3 separate regions of the Zea mays genome follow, and all the other regions are linked to region 2. The links are chromatin contacts, called in public Hi-C maps. All regions are on one chromosome and are shown on one strand. The core of a region is the stretch at or near the end of the contact, and the rest is flanking DNA. Distances in the headings are between cores, read along the strand shown. Region 1 holds the start of LOC100280772 (protein translocase/ protein transporter). Region 2 holds the start of LOC100278506. Region 3 holds the start of LOC100381639 (Delta(12)-fatty-acid desaturase).

Region 1 (3,878 bases), core at 1,159-3,658, 370 kb after region 2:
GAACCCGACACGGGACAAGGTCGGCAGAGGGCTTTTTGGCAAAAAGCTGCGGCACTTTGCGACCCACACCCACCGCCGGTGGTGGCCTGCCGCGGTGCCGCCGCCTGCCTCTGCCGCCGCGGCCCGCGCTGCCGGCACATGGGGTCTCGCGCGACGGACGCGCTCCCTGCCTCGTTGGGTGCATAGGTCACCACTGGGCTTCGACAAAATACCCATAACTTATAACCTCGACTTGTAGTTAGGTCGACTCACCTTATTTTAATTTTGTCACGAGCTGAGCTAAAGTTCATTAACAAGTCAGCTCGAATGAGCTAGCGTTTACCAGCAAAACAAAACTTATAATTGTATTGGATAAATTAATAAGTGTGAACTATGTTAATTTAGTTTTAAATGATGTGATATGAAAATGTATTATTAGTCTTTTCCAGTGTTAAACTACAATGAAATTAACTAGCAATTGATTATATTATTATATATATATATATTATTTTTTATTCTGACTCGCGAGCGAAACGAGACAACTCGAGCTCGCAAACGAGCCGAGCTAGTTCTCTGACTCGGTTGCTTAACGAGTCGAGCCGAGCCAGTTCGTTATCTTAACGAACCAACTCAAGCTCGGTCAAGCCGAGTTGAGCTGACTCGATATCCACCCTAGACACGACCATGATTTACAAAATCGTTTTCGGGTGGCAAAACCGTTACCCACCGGTAACGATTTACCGCGCAGTAAAACCGGTGAAAACCGGTAAAAACGGACCGATTTGACCAATCCAAATCAATTTGAGTTTGAGCCGATTTACCGGTGAAAACCACTCTAAACCGCCGGTTTACCACGAAATGAACTGGGTTTTGCAGTTTTTTACAAAAAAAAATTGGAAAATTTTGACAGGATTTATCTGTAATTTGCTCAATTCACATTGCACAGAAAATATTAATTAATCCACACGACATGCGTTCACCAAAATAACATACAACATACATATGCAACCAAAAACTTCAGTTCTCATGCAACAAACAACCAGCGAAGTTCGCAATACTCAAATACAAGTTCTTTTACAATCCTCCAACGAGACAACGACACATAGGTCAACTTTATTTCACAATACTCACATGTTCAGCTCGAGTCATAGTGATAGTACTCAGGCATGTTGGAAGGATCGTGATATTGTTCCAATCCGTCATAGTGATAGTGACAGGTCTATACAAAAGATATGAGATACATTAGCGAGAAAACAAAAACGACAGATAAATACTTATACACAAAGCAAAAAAAACATACATGTATGTGTGTTTGGTGTTTGTGTATTGCATGTGCACCTCACCAAGTGTTGGACTTTTCTCCTGATTAGCAAATCTTAGGAACACATAAAGAAGAACTGGAGCTAAAAGTTCTAGATTGGATCTTGTCCAGACGAATAGTTAGAGAAATGAAGCTACTTGATCTACGGATTCCATCTTGGATAGGAAATGAAACCAAAATTGACCACTAAATACCTAAACTTGACTTGAGATACGGGTTTCATCTTCATATATAGCATATAACAGTAAACAAGACTAATATGCCTAAATTGACCGCTAAATGTCTAAAGTGGAAGTCAATCTTAACATTAAATCCGGTTTTCCGGCAAAAAATGGTGGTTTACCGGTCTAAAATAACGGTTTACCGGTCCAAAAAACGGTTTACCGGCGGTTTTCAGGGTTTATGATTTTTTTAAAATTTTTTGAATTAGAACAAATTTTAAAAAACGGTGGTTATCTGAAACTGTATCAAGGCGGTTTCGATAAACCGACCGGTACCGAGCAGGGAGCTGGATTGAAGAACAAGAAGAACAAGAGAACAACATGAAGCTGGCAGGGTAGGTTTCGTAATTCAGGCTTGTTTGGATGCTGCCTGCCAGGCAATAGCCAGCTACCCATCCATGCAGGGTTCCGGATCCTGGTTCCTGACTCAGTCCAACGAAACTGTGCGTCTGGGGGTTGGGGTTGCTTGCCAGACAGAATCCGAGTACTTGAAGAAAACAGGCTAACTTCTGTTGTACATGGCTACATGCTGAACCCCCATCCAGATCAAAGATCTCTATATTAAAGATGCCTAATAGCTGCAACTTATAAATTGGAACCGAGTGAGTGATTAATTAATTAGTTGAATCTGGATGTACTTTTTTTAAAAAAAAATTGGATGTACATGTGCTAGTCTGCTACGTACTCGCTACTCTGCGTCTGAATTTCTAACGTGATCCTTTTGTAAGGCCCACGTAGACAGACCAGGCTTTTCCGCAGCAGCGAAGCAGCCCACGCGCAAAACAGGCCCGGAACCCGGCACCGACGCCGCCGCGACCGGGCTCCCCACTCCTACGGCGCTGCTCCTCTTCCTGTGTCTCTCTCGTCTCCCAACGACGCGATTGGCGATTCCATTTCTACCCCGAGACCTCCAGCCGTCCGCCCCTGAACCCTCAGCCTTCTCCGTCCCGCCTCGGCACTCGACGGCCGCCGGCACACACCGCGCAGTCTCGAGACAGGTAACCCGCTCCCCTCTCCGCTGAACTCCTCTCCCAACAAGGGGCCAGCCTCACCCCCAACGCCCATCTAAGCCAAGTGCACGGTGCTGCTAGATCCCGATCTCGTTCTGCCAACCGCCGAGGGAGGGTTGCGCTCGCCGGATCCCGCCCGAGTCACGTGCGGCTTTGATTCGCTGCACCTGTCGTGCAGGAACCGGAGGAACGAGGATGGAGGATGACTCGCCGCTGACGAAGACGATGAAGGGTGCGGTGACAGGACTCGCCGCGGGGACCATCTGGGGCACCGTCGTCGCCACCTGGTACGACGTGCCCCGTGTGGAGCGCCACGTCGCGCTCCCTGGCCTTATCCGGACGCTCAAGATGTGCGGCACCTACGGGGCCACCTTCGCCACCATCGGGGGCCTCTACATCGGCGTCGAGCAGCTCGTGCAGAGCCAGCGCAAGAAGCGCGACTTCGTCAACGGGGCCGTCGGCGCGTTCGTTGCCGGAGCCTCTGTCTGCGGCTACAGAGGTTAGAAACTCGAACCCTTTCTAACAAGGGAACAAATGCACCTGGGAAGCCTTGGCTTTAGTTTCTGGTCGCTTCTGATGCCCTAAATTTCTTACTTATTGATGATACTGGCATGCAGACATGTAGAGGTTAACTGGGAAGTGGGAATTGAGATTGTTACTCACTGCCATATATTTGACATGATGTGATGGTATAAGTCAGCTAGGTTATGGGTGATTGTTGGGTCTAATTAGTGAAGCTTGAGCTCAAATCATAAAGGAGTAGTTCTGGGTTTTGGGATCAAATTGATGCATAGTTTAGTTGTATCTTTTTCTGAGTCACTGGAAATGTTGTTTATTCATGTCACTGAATAGGCATAACCCTTGTAGCAATTAAAAGAAAGCTCTTGTACCATTGTACATTGCTTTGTCAATAGTCCCATGAACATAACGTCCATAGTTAACAGTTTTTTGTTAGCTTGCACATTGTGTCTGTAGATCAGTGCACACATTGTGTCGGTAAATTGCAAAGAGAAATATGTGATTTGAAATTATTACTCTTTGGGTGTCTGGAGCATTTTGGATTGGTTCACCCTAAATATGGATGACGGCATAGTTTGTGCTCCTATATCTAGTGACTTCTGGTGACTACACAGTAAGAGTTATTGTGTGGACAGATACGGGTCAAACAGTTGTTTCATAATATTCGCTCCATTGTCCAATTTGTGTTCCCTGGTTTAGAAATGATCGCACTGAGCATTATGCCATAGGTACTGTCATTTGGGGTAAACAAGTTTCTTCTTCAAGCATTGCAACCTATGGTTCAAACTATGCATAACAGGCCATTGAATTTGTAGAACATCTTGTTAT
Region 2 (3,977 bases), core at 416-2,915:
GATTCTTCCACCAACCTCCCCCCAGTCCCTCCCCAACCTACCATTGCCGTGCATTCAATAAAAATCAGTGTCGGCGGCGAGCGGAAGCAACCGAAAAAGGGAGAGAGGGAAATAGGTGAGGGCCGAGTGCTGGGTCAGGGTCGGAGATGGACCTGCGAACCGCAGCCATGTACATGAGCCGCACGAGCTGCAGAGTTAGCGCCTGTGCCTATGCGGTTCTTCTTCAGTCCTCCTGGGTCGTCCTGACTGCATTCTCTCGGCCAACATCTCTCGTAGGAAAACATCACCGCAAAAACGATGGTAGCCGCAGACATGAAGTGTAACCACCGTGCGGTATAACTTGTACTGTACGTTTTTATGTAGAGAGCTTGCAGTCTTGCACCACCCGGATGTGTTGTGAAGGTAGATTGGCTGTGGAGAAGCATTTGCTGAAAAAGCTCTACCTTAAAGCCTACTAGTCCGTACGATGCGGAGCCCAAACATGACAAAACGTTTCGGTAGCAGGCGGGGACAGACAAGTTTCATTGGCCCAGCGCCTCCTCCCCATGTTCTCATGTGGATCCTTCGGTGCGCCCGCAGCTGCCCAACTTTTTTTAAGTAAACGTTAATCAAATAAACAGATGCAGCTTCGGTTTATTCTTTTTCTCAACCTATCTCCGGCATATTATGCATATGATCACATAAAACACCGTTTCACAATGTAGCCTGCAATGTTGCAGGGTGAATTTTAAAATATGAGATGAGATGTGAGATAAGATGAATAGGCTGCTGGAGACAGCCTTATAACTGCATCCTTCAAAAAAAGAAAGATACATCCATGCCTCATTGTTTGTTCGTTTTAAAAGTGGATTGAAGAAGATTAGATACGATTAAATGTCTTTTAGTTAAAATTAAATAGAAAATGATTTAGTGCCACTCAATCCTCTATCCCCCCGCAAAGATGCAACCGAACAAGGTAGGTCTCGTGAAGAAGTGAAAAAAAACTCACCCGTCACCATTCCACTCTATAGAAGGACGCTACCTATCTTTATCTCTATATTTAAACTGTAATCTGCGAACAAACAGTGTTTTGCACGACGATAAGCTGTTCGATGCAGTCTAACAATTTAAAGCTCATGTTGTTTGAGATGATTTTCAAAATTGTGCCTGTACAGTAGTAATGGATGATTCATTTTTAGGAGAAAATTGAGCAGCAATGCTGAGATAAAAGCGCAGTTTTAAAAATCCCCCAAATAATCAGACAGAGGGCAGCTGTTGACATGAGTTGGTGGCATGAGCTGCTGAAGCTGAACCAACCTACACAGGACCGGACAGCACACCACTTGGTGGACGTCAAAAGCTGCTGCCAGGTGGCCGTATCGAGGCCTGCACCGCACCAGCAGCTGCCGCCACCCATCATTTTTGCCAACACGGCTCCAGTGTGTCTGAGCTGCCTGACTTGGAGGAGTCGCAGGAAGGCAAAAAAAAAAAAGGGGTTTTGGTAATTCATCATTCACGTCGCCTCGCGTTATAGCACGTTCTTGTGTTCACAAAAAAGCTACGAGGAACTTTCAACTGCACACCTCGTTGGTGTCCCCCTCATGCATGAATAAAGCCAGCCTGTCCAGGCGGAGGCAAGCTGCTGTGGCTGCGGCACAAACACCGCGCCAGCACAACGCATACGCATACCTCACCTTCCTTTCCTCCTCCCGTCCTCCATCAAAAGAAGGCAGGGAAAGATCTGATCTGGGGGGTGAGAGAGCAGGAGGAGAAAGCCAAGCCATTGCCCTCCCCTCTTGAAGGCTTGGAGCTTGGTTCTACATCCTCTTCTCTTCCCCTCCGTCTCTCTCTCTCTCTCTCTATTTGGTTTGCTTGCTTGCCTCTACTAGACTCTAGTCGTCGGGTCCGGCCATGGCCACCATCCTGGAGAACATCCAGAAGGCGAGGTTCCTGCCGACCAGGCCGCTCAAGGACGAGCTGCCCACCTTCCAGGGCGGCGGCAAGAGCAAGGAGGAGAGCCACCTCATGGGCCTGAGGAAGCGGCTGTCCAGCTTCTCCGGCAAGATCCAGCCCATCTCCTCCGCGTCGGCCGCCGAGTGGGCGTTCCGCCGCTCCAAGTCGGCGCCCTCCCTCGGCGCCGCCTTCGCCGCGGGGGGCGGCTCCCTGAGGCAGTGGTGGCAGTGGGGCGTCGGCTGGCTCCTGTCCAAGAAGCCCGGGTTCGCGGGCGACCTCGAGATGAACGAGGAGGAGGTCGCCGCGCTGGGCCGCCAGAGCAGGGGCACCTGGGCCCACATCCTGTTCAAGATGCGGTCCGGCGTCCGCCGCCTCGTCGCGTCCGCGCACTCGCTCCCCACCACGCACAAGCAGCAGTCCCTGCCGTCGTCGTCGGCCGCGGCGGCGCACAGCGTCCAGTGCAAGCCGGCGGCGTCGTTCGCCTACGCGCAGCGGCAGAGCTTCCACCACACCGGCCACGCCATGGCGCACTAGGCAGCGTCTCGCGGTTGCCGGTGCCGTCTGCGGCCGGTCTCCTCCAGATCCAGGGATGGAGAGCGCTGAGAGGCGCGGGAAGAAGAAGATTCAGGTTACAGGTGCGTGAGATCGACGGTGAAGATGTCGTTGAATTGATGATGAATGAAATGGAATGTAGGATTACCGTTCTGTGATCTGTGTAGATCTAGTGCCCCTGTAGAGGTGAACAAGTGTTATACTACATGCCCGTTCTTTCTTTATATTATTCTTTTGGGTTCGTTCTTTGGACGATGTAAATGTAAAATGTTTTGTTGATCTTGTACTGTTAAATAAAACTGATGCAAATTGTGCCCCTCGGTTCTTGAGTAGTCTCAGGCTCTCAGCCAGATCTGATGTGTCTTTTCATCGGCTGCCCTGCCCAGCGAACCTGTAACATTCTGCCAGCATGTATGGGTGTCGGTGCACGCGTTTCCTGGAAGCCTGTACTACTCCTGGTCAATGCGACGCAAAAACAGCTGGAAAAATTCACAAGATACCTGTCAACTTGGGAAGCAACTATTCTCAAACGAGAGTTGCCGCCGGTAGACGGTTCATGGAATCAATGGTCACCGGCCGTGAGCGGTATTCTTTCTTTCCAGTGAAGTGAATCGACGTGTTATAGTCGTCTAAAAACGCAAATTACTCGTCTCCAATTTCGTTTCTAGAACGACGACAGGACACATACGATTCTCTCGTGTTCTGTCTACGGCTACCAGTAGCAGGAGTAGTAGGAAACAGCGAAGCACAAGAGAAGGTGAAGCGTCACATGTGAACAGGTAGGCGGTCAATTGTGTCACGTACGCTACAACTACGAGTCCGATGGACCTGCAGTTGCACCACGAGAAAATGGATGGTTCGCTAGCGCGGTCCGATGGAAGGAATGGGTAGGTGGTGCCCGCGAAACAGACGTGAATTCGGCGGCGGTCCATGGAATTTGGAAGGGAAAGCCAACCCAACCTTGCTACTTTTCCTCGTTTAGGACACCGACGTTTTCTTACCAGTGCCACTGGGCCAGGCGAATGAGTGGACGCCCGGCCCAATCCAGTTATGCCAATCTTCTTCGCCGCCTTCGCCAAGTTCAGCCCATGGTCTATCCGGAAGCGGCCGCCGCCTCACTCTACAACTGCCTGCGGTCCAACTCCAGGCCGTCACGTTTTTTAAAATGGTCAGGTCGTCAGGGCTCACTGTTTTTTATTTTAAACCATTTTAAATAGTATATATAAAATAATATTGTTGTTTTTTAAAACTAATCCGTTTAGTCACATTAATCTCTAGCACAGCTAAATTGTTGTACTGTATTATTCCGTCTCATGACATGGTAAGAAAGACAAACATGACCACTATGCCACGTCAATTTGATTGACTTAGCAAGCGGTCCCTCTTCCCTTTCTTATTTTTTTCCTTTTAGGCTGATTTTAACCATTCTCTCTATACTGTTGGGGGTCTTCGTCCTCCGAAGGTCCTCAAAAACATGATTTGACAATGTTTTC
Region 3 (4,019 bases), core at 176-2,675, 270 kb after region 2:
TACCTCACTCTCTCTTCCTGATTTCTTCTCCCAATTCTCCGGCGAAAGTATGGGCGATCACCTAAGTCCTGAGTTCCGCATCAAGTTAAGCGCGGCTAGAACTTGTTGTACCATAAGATGCCCCTGCCGTTCTCGGGCTCGACGTAGATGCACTCCCTAGCTTCGCGCCACATCGCCTTGGCGATGGGGGTGGGGTCGAACTGATAGTACTCGCCGAGGATGGGCTTGATCGCCTTGGTAGCCTCCACGGCGTGGTAGTGCGGCACGGTGGACAAGAGATGGTGCACGACGTGTGTGTCGGTGATGTTGTGGAACACGCGGTTGAGGGCGCCGTAGTCGCGGTCCATGGTGGCTAGCGCGCCGCGCAGCCAGTCCCACTCGCTGGAGTCGTAGCGGGGGAGAGCCGGGTGGGTGTGCTGGAGGAAGGTGACGATCACCAGCCACGCGTTCACAATCACCAGCGGCACGGCGTAGACGCGCACCACCCACCAGAACCCGAACGTCGCCGCCAGCTTGTACAGCCCGAACCACGCGGCCACGACGCCGGCGTCCGAGACGAAGACCTGGGCGCGCTCCCGGTCGCTGTAGATCGGGCCGTAGGGGTCGTAGTGGCAGGCGAAGCGCGGGTACGGGCGACCCGACACGTTGGTGGCCAGGTACAGTGGCCACCCGAGGGTTAGCTGCACGACGATCTGCAGCAGACGGCCCACGGGGCTGTTGCACACGTACGGCGTGTACCACGGCAGCGCTTCCTTCTTCTTGGGCACAAACACCTCGTCGCGCTCCAGGGAGCCAATGTTGGAGTGGTGGCGCCGGTGGCTGTACTTCCACGAGAAGTACGGGACCATCAGCGACGAGTGCAGCACCAGGCCAACGATGTCGTCGAGGAGCGGGTACTCCGAGAAGGCGTTGTGGCCACACTCGTGCCCGATGACCCACAGGCCGGTGCACACGCAGCCTTGTGCGATCCAGTAGAGCGGCCAGGCGGCGTACTGGAGCGGGCTCGGGAGCGCCGGGATGGTGACCAGCGCCAAGTACAGGAGCGCCGCGGCGGTGACGAGGTCACGGAGCACGTAGGAGAAGGACTTGAGCACCGAGCGCTCGAAGCAGTGTGGCGGGATGGCCTTCTTGATCTGACCCAAGGTGAACGGAGGCTTCTCCACCGGTGCGCGCTGCTCCTGCTGCTCCTTCTCGATCAACCTGGCACCGGCACGCATTTTGCTGCTGACACAAAATACAGATGATCAAGCAAGATTCAAGAAAAAAAACATTGCGGCGACATCAATCGATCAAAAAGCTACCATATATATCATAAAAAAGTTAACCTACCAAGTTGCTACTGATTTGGATCCCTAACTTACGGATTGGCCTGGAAGAGAGCAAAGCAAACAGGCAAATGGCAGATGCGGTTACCGCGGCCTTTTCCATGTACTAGCTAGCTATAGCTATAGGTAGCAACATAATATATACTCCCTCCGTTTCGTGTTAGTTGTCGCTGCATAGTGCAAAATTAAACTATCCAGCGACAACTAAAAATAAAGCGAAGTGAGTATATAACAACGCAGCATCACTCCTCCTCCTAAACTTTAGTGACTAAAGTTAAGTCACTTTAGTGACTAAAGCTAAGTCACTTTAGTGTGTAAACTACCAAACACTATAACTAAACAAACACTATATAACTAAACAATACCTCATAGAATAAAAAAATTAGGGATTAAAGTTTATTTACTAAAGTTTAAGATGGTGACTAAAAGAATCAAACACATCTTTGAACCCTTAGGTCCATGTGCATCTTAATATTTGTACTTATTCAAAGCACTAGTTTTGTGCGTCATACATCACGTGCAAAATACGTAAGTTTGTTCCTTCCCTCGCTTCTTGCCTAGCAATAGATAGTTATACATGGCATTCTCCCCAGAGTTGTCTCACCTGGGACTGTTGTTTCTAGTGCTATCCTGTTTGCCGACTGCGGTCGTCTTGTCTCCAAAGCGTCTTGCGGAGCTGAGGCCTGAGGGATAGCATGATGGCCTTTGGTCGGCTCTGAGACCTGCAGCTTTAGGGGCTTGGCCTTTGAGTTATAGGTTCTGGTGTGGTGATGGCGTGATGCTAAGCTGCCATTAACCGGATCTTTACAAAGTTTCCTTCTAGTGATGGAATTCTTTGAAATATATTTTGTCATTATACAAAGGTATGTCTTTTTTTTAAATGCTGATATAGTTAATGTTTTGAGAAATGAGAATTGCACACTTAACTGGTTCAGTTTATTATGATTCGGCGGTGTCTGGATGCTCATCATGCTGGTAGTCTGGATGCTACCGAGAAAGGCCCCGGATGGAGTGATGCTGCTCCTTCTAGCAGCGTGGATCTCTCCCAAGGAATCCTCTATGTGAGGTCGAAATGTTGTCTGATAGCTGTAGGCCTGTAGTAGGACCAGGAGAAGTGGGTGATCAAGTCATCAAGGCATGGTTGCTTCGGAAAGAAAAAAAGGGCGTACTTTAAATAAAAGCTGGAAAAGAACAACTGATGGCTCATGAGCGCAGAGAAGAATGGCTCGTCGATTGTAAAAAAACTGATGGGACATGAGCGCTACCACAGAAGAAATGGATGTCATCTGGACAATACACGAGGCTAACAGTAACGTTTCTTTGAGTCCATGAATCTGATCCATGTGTGACTACTGCACTCTGTGGACTCAATTGAGGGCAACGACAAGAAGGGATTGGTTTTGTTGGGCCAAATAGCCAGCACAAACAACTCCACCATGGAACATCCTCAACACTGTAGCCTCAAACAACGGAAGGATCAGTGGTCAATGAGCAACCACAAGGTTACCCTCTTTAATGGCATCTACAAACACTTGTCTATAGCTTGACCGATTAGAGCATATGATGCTATGCTCCTCGAAGCAACAAATGAGAGCATCTGCAATAAGCCATGTGAAAAGGACTTCAAACCAGAGCACATATGGCACGATCTTCGTCATCAGCACAAATGGTGCACATGACACGATGATAACGACTCTAGCGATGAGAGCAAAAAATCCCATCTCAACATAGAAGGTGATTATAGCTCTACAACACTAGATAGTGTCGAACCAACATGCCATATTGGTAGTGTTAGGGCAAGAGTGCAACACAAAGGAAGGAGTCAGCAACGAGTAGCAGTGAGTCCTCTCCCATGGAGAAGAGCATAATGAATAAGCTCTATAAGGCGTATAACATAAGGCGATACAGAGGATGACTCATTCAAAATTGTTTGAACAATTTACAAAGTTAACATGAATTTACCTTAAACATATTGACCAAGCAACTAAAATTACATAAGAAAAAAATACCGAAGAGATAGAAGAGGAGTATAACATAAGAAGATATTTTTCTAAATATTATATGGTTTGCTTATGTAACACCCCGTTCAACCCTGGACCAGCGGTACTTACTCCTGACAGCTCTCTAGGATCATATATTGCCCCCACAGACCAACACGAGTCTTTTGTGCGCACTTTGTCCTCACTCATGCGTACCCGAGAAAACTTCCCGGTCGATCATTCATCCCAAATTGCTCAAAGCCAAGCACGCTTAACTTGGAGGTTCTTTCGAGATAGACTTCCGAAAAAGAAGATGCACCTTGTTGGTATGGATACTCTATTAATTCTATTAAGCCTTGGGCCAGGATATCACCATCCCAGGGGCCAGGATATCACAATCCACCCCCCTTAGAAGACTGACGTCCTCGTCGGTCAACCCATTACAGGAACCTACCCTCTTGGCCACGTCTGTATGTCTAGTGAAGTCATATATCATGCCATGTGACCACTCTGGGCCCACATGCGCCATATACCCGAACCCCCTAGCCTACACACGCCCGTGAAACCACGAGGGTCGGCTCTGATACCACTTGTAACACCTCGTCCAATCCCTGGACTGGCGGTACTTACTCCTGGCAGCTCTCTAGGATCATATATTGTCCCCACAGACCAACACGAGTCTTTTGTGCGTACTTTGTCCTCACTCATGCGTACC

What was found. A called contact is a pair of places that touch in the nucleus more often than the background predicts.
Region 1: a Hi-C map of endosperm shows a contact between it and region 2, with 2.2 times the contacts expected there. The contact joins the promoter of LOC100280772 here to the promoter of LOC100278506 in region 2. A contact is called at or near these places in 3 of 25 Hi-C or Micro-C datasets (ear, endosperm and tassel).
Region 3: a Hi-C map of ear shows a contact between it and region 2, with 1.9 times the contacts expected there. The contact joins the promoter of LOC100381639 here to the promoter of LOC100278506 in region 2. A contact is called at or near these places in 2 of 25 Hi-C or Micro-C datasets (bundle sheath and ear).

Annotation. Positions count from the first base shown.
Region 1 is chr5:211,244,811-211,248,688 of Zm-B73-REFERENCE-NAM-5.0, forward strand. It overlaps LOC100280772 (protein translocase/ protein transporter), which reads left to right and starts at 2,409. Exons shown (of 3, transcript NM_001153694.1): 1 at 2,409-2,519; 2 at 2,613-3,030. The coding sequence starts at 2,727.
Region 2 is chr5:210,872,273-210,876,249 of Zm-B73-REFERENCE-NAM-5.0, forward strand. It overlaps LOC100278506, which reads left to right and starts at 1,666. Exons shown (of 1, transcript NM_001151762.2): 1 at 1,666-2,762. The coding sequence starts at 1,891. The coding sequence ends at 2,466.
Region 3 is chr5:211,140,762-211,144,780 of Zm-B73-REFERENCE-NAM-5.0, forward strand. LOC100381639 (Delta(12)-fatty-acid desaturase) reads right to left here and starts at 1,426. Exons shown (of 2, transcript NM_001174454.1): 1 at 1,330-1,426; 2 at 1-1,221. The coding sequence starts at 1,217. The coding sequence ends at 96.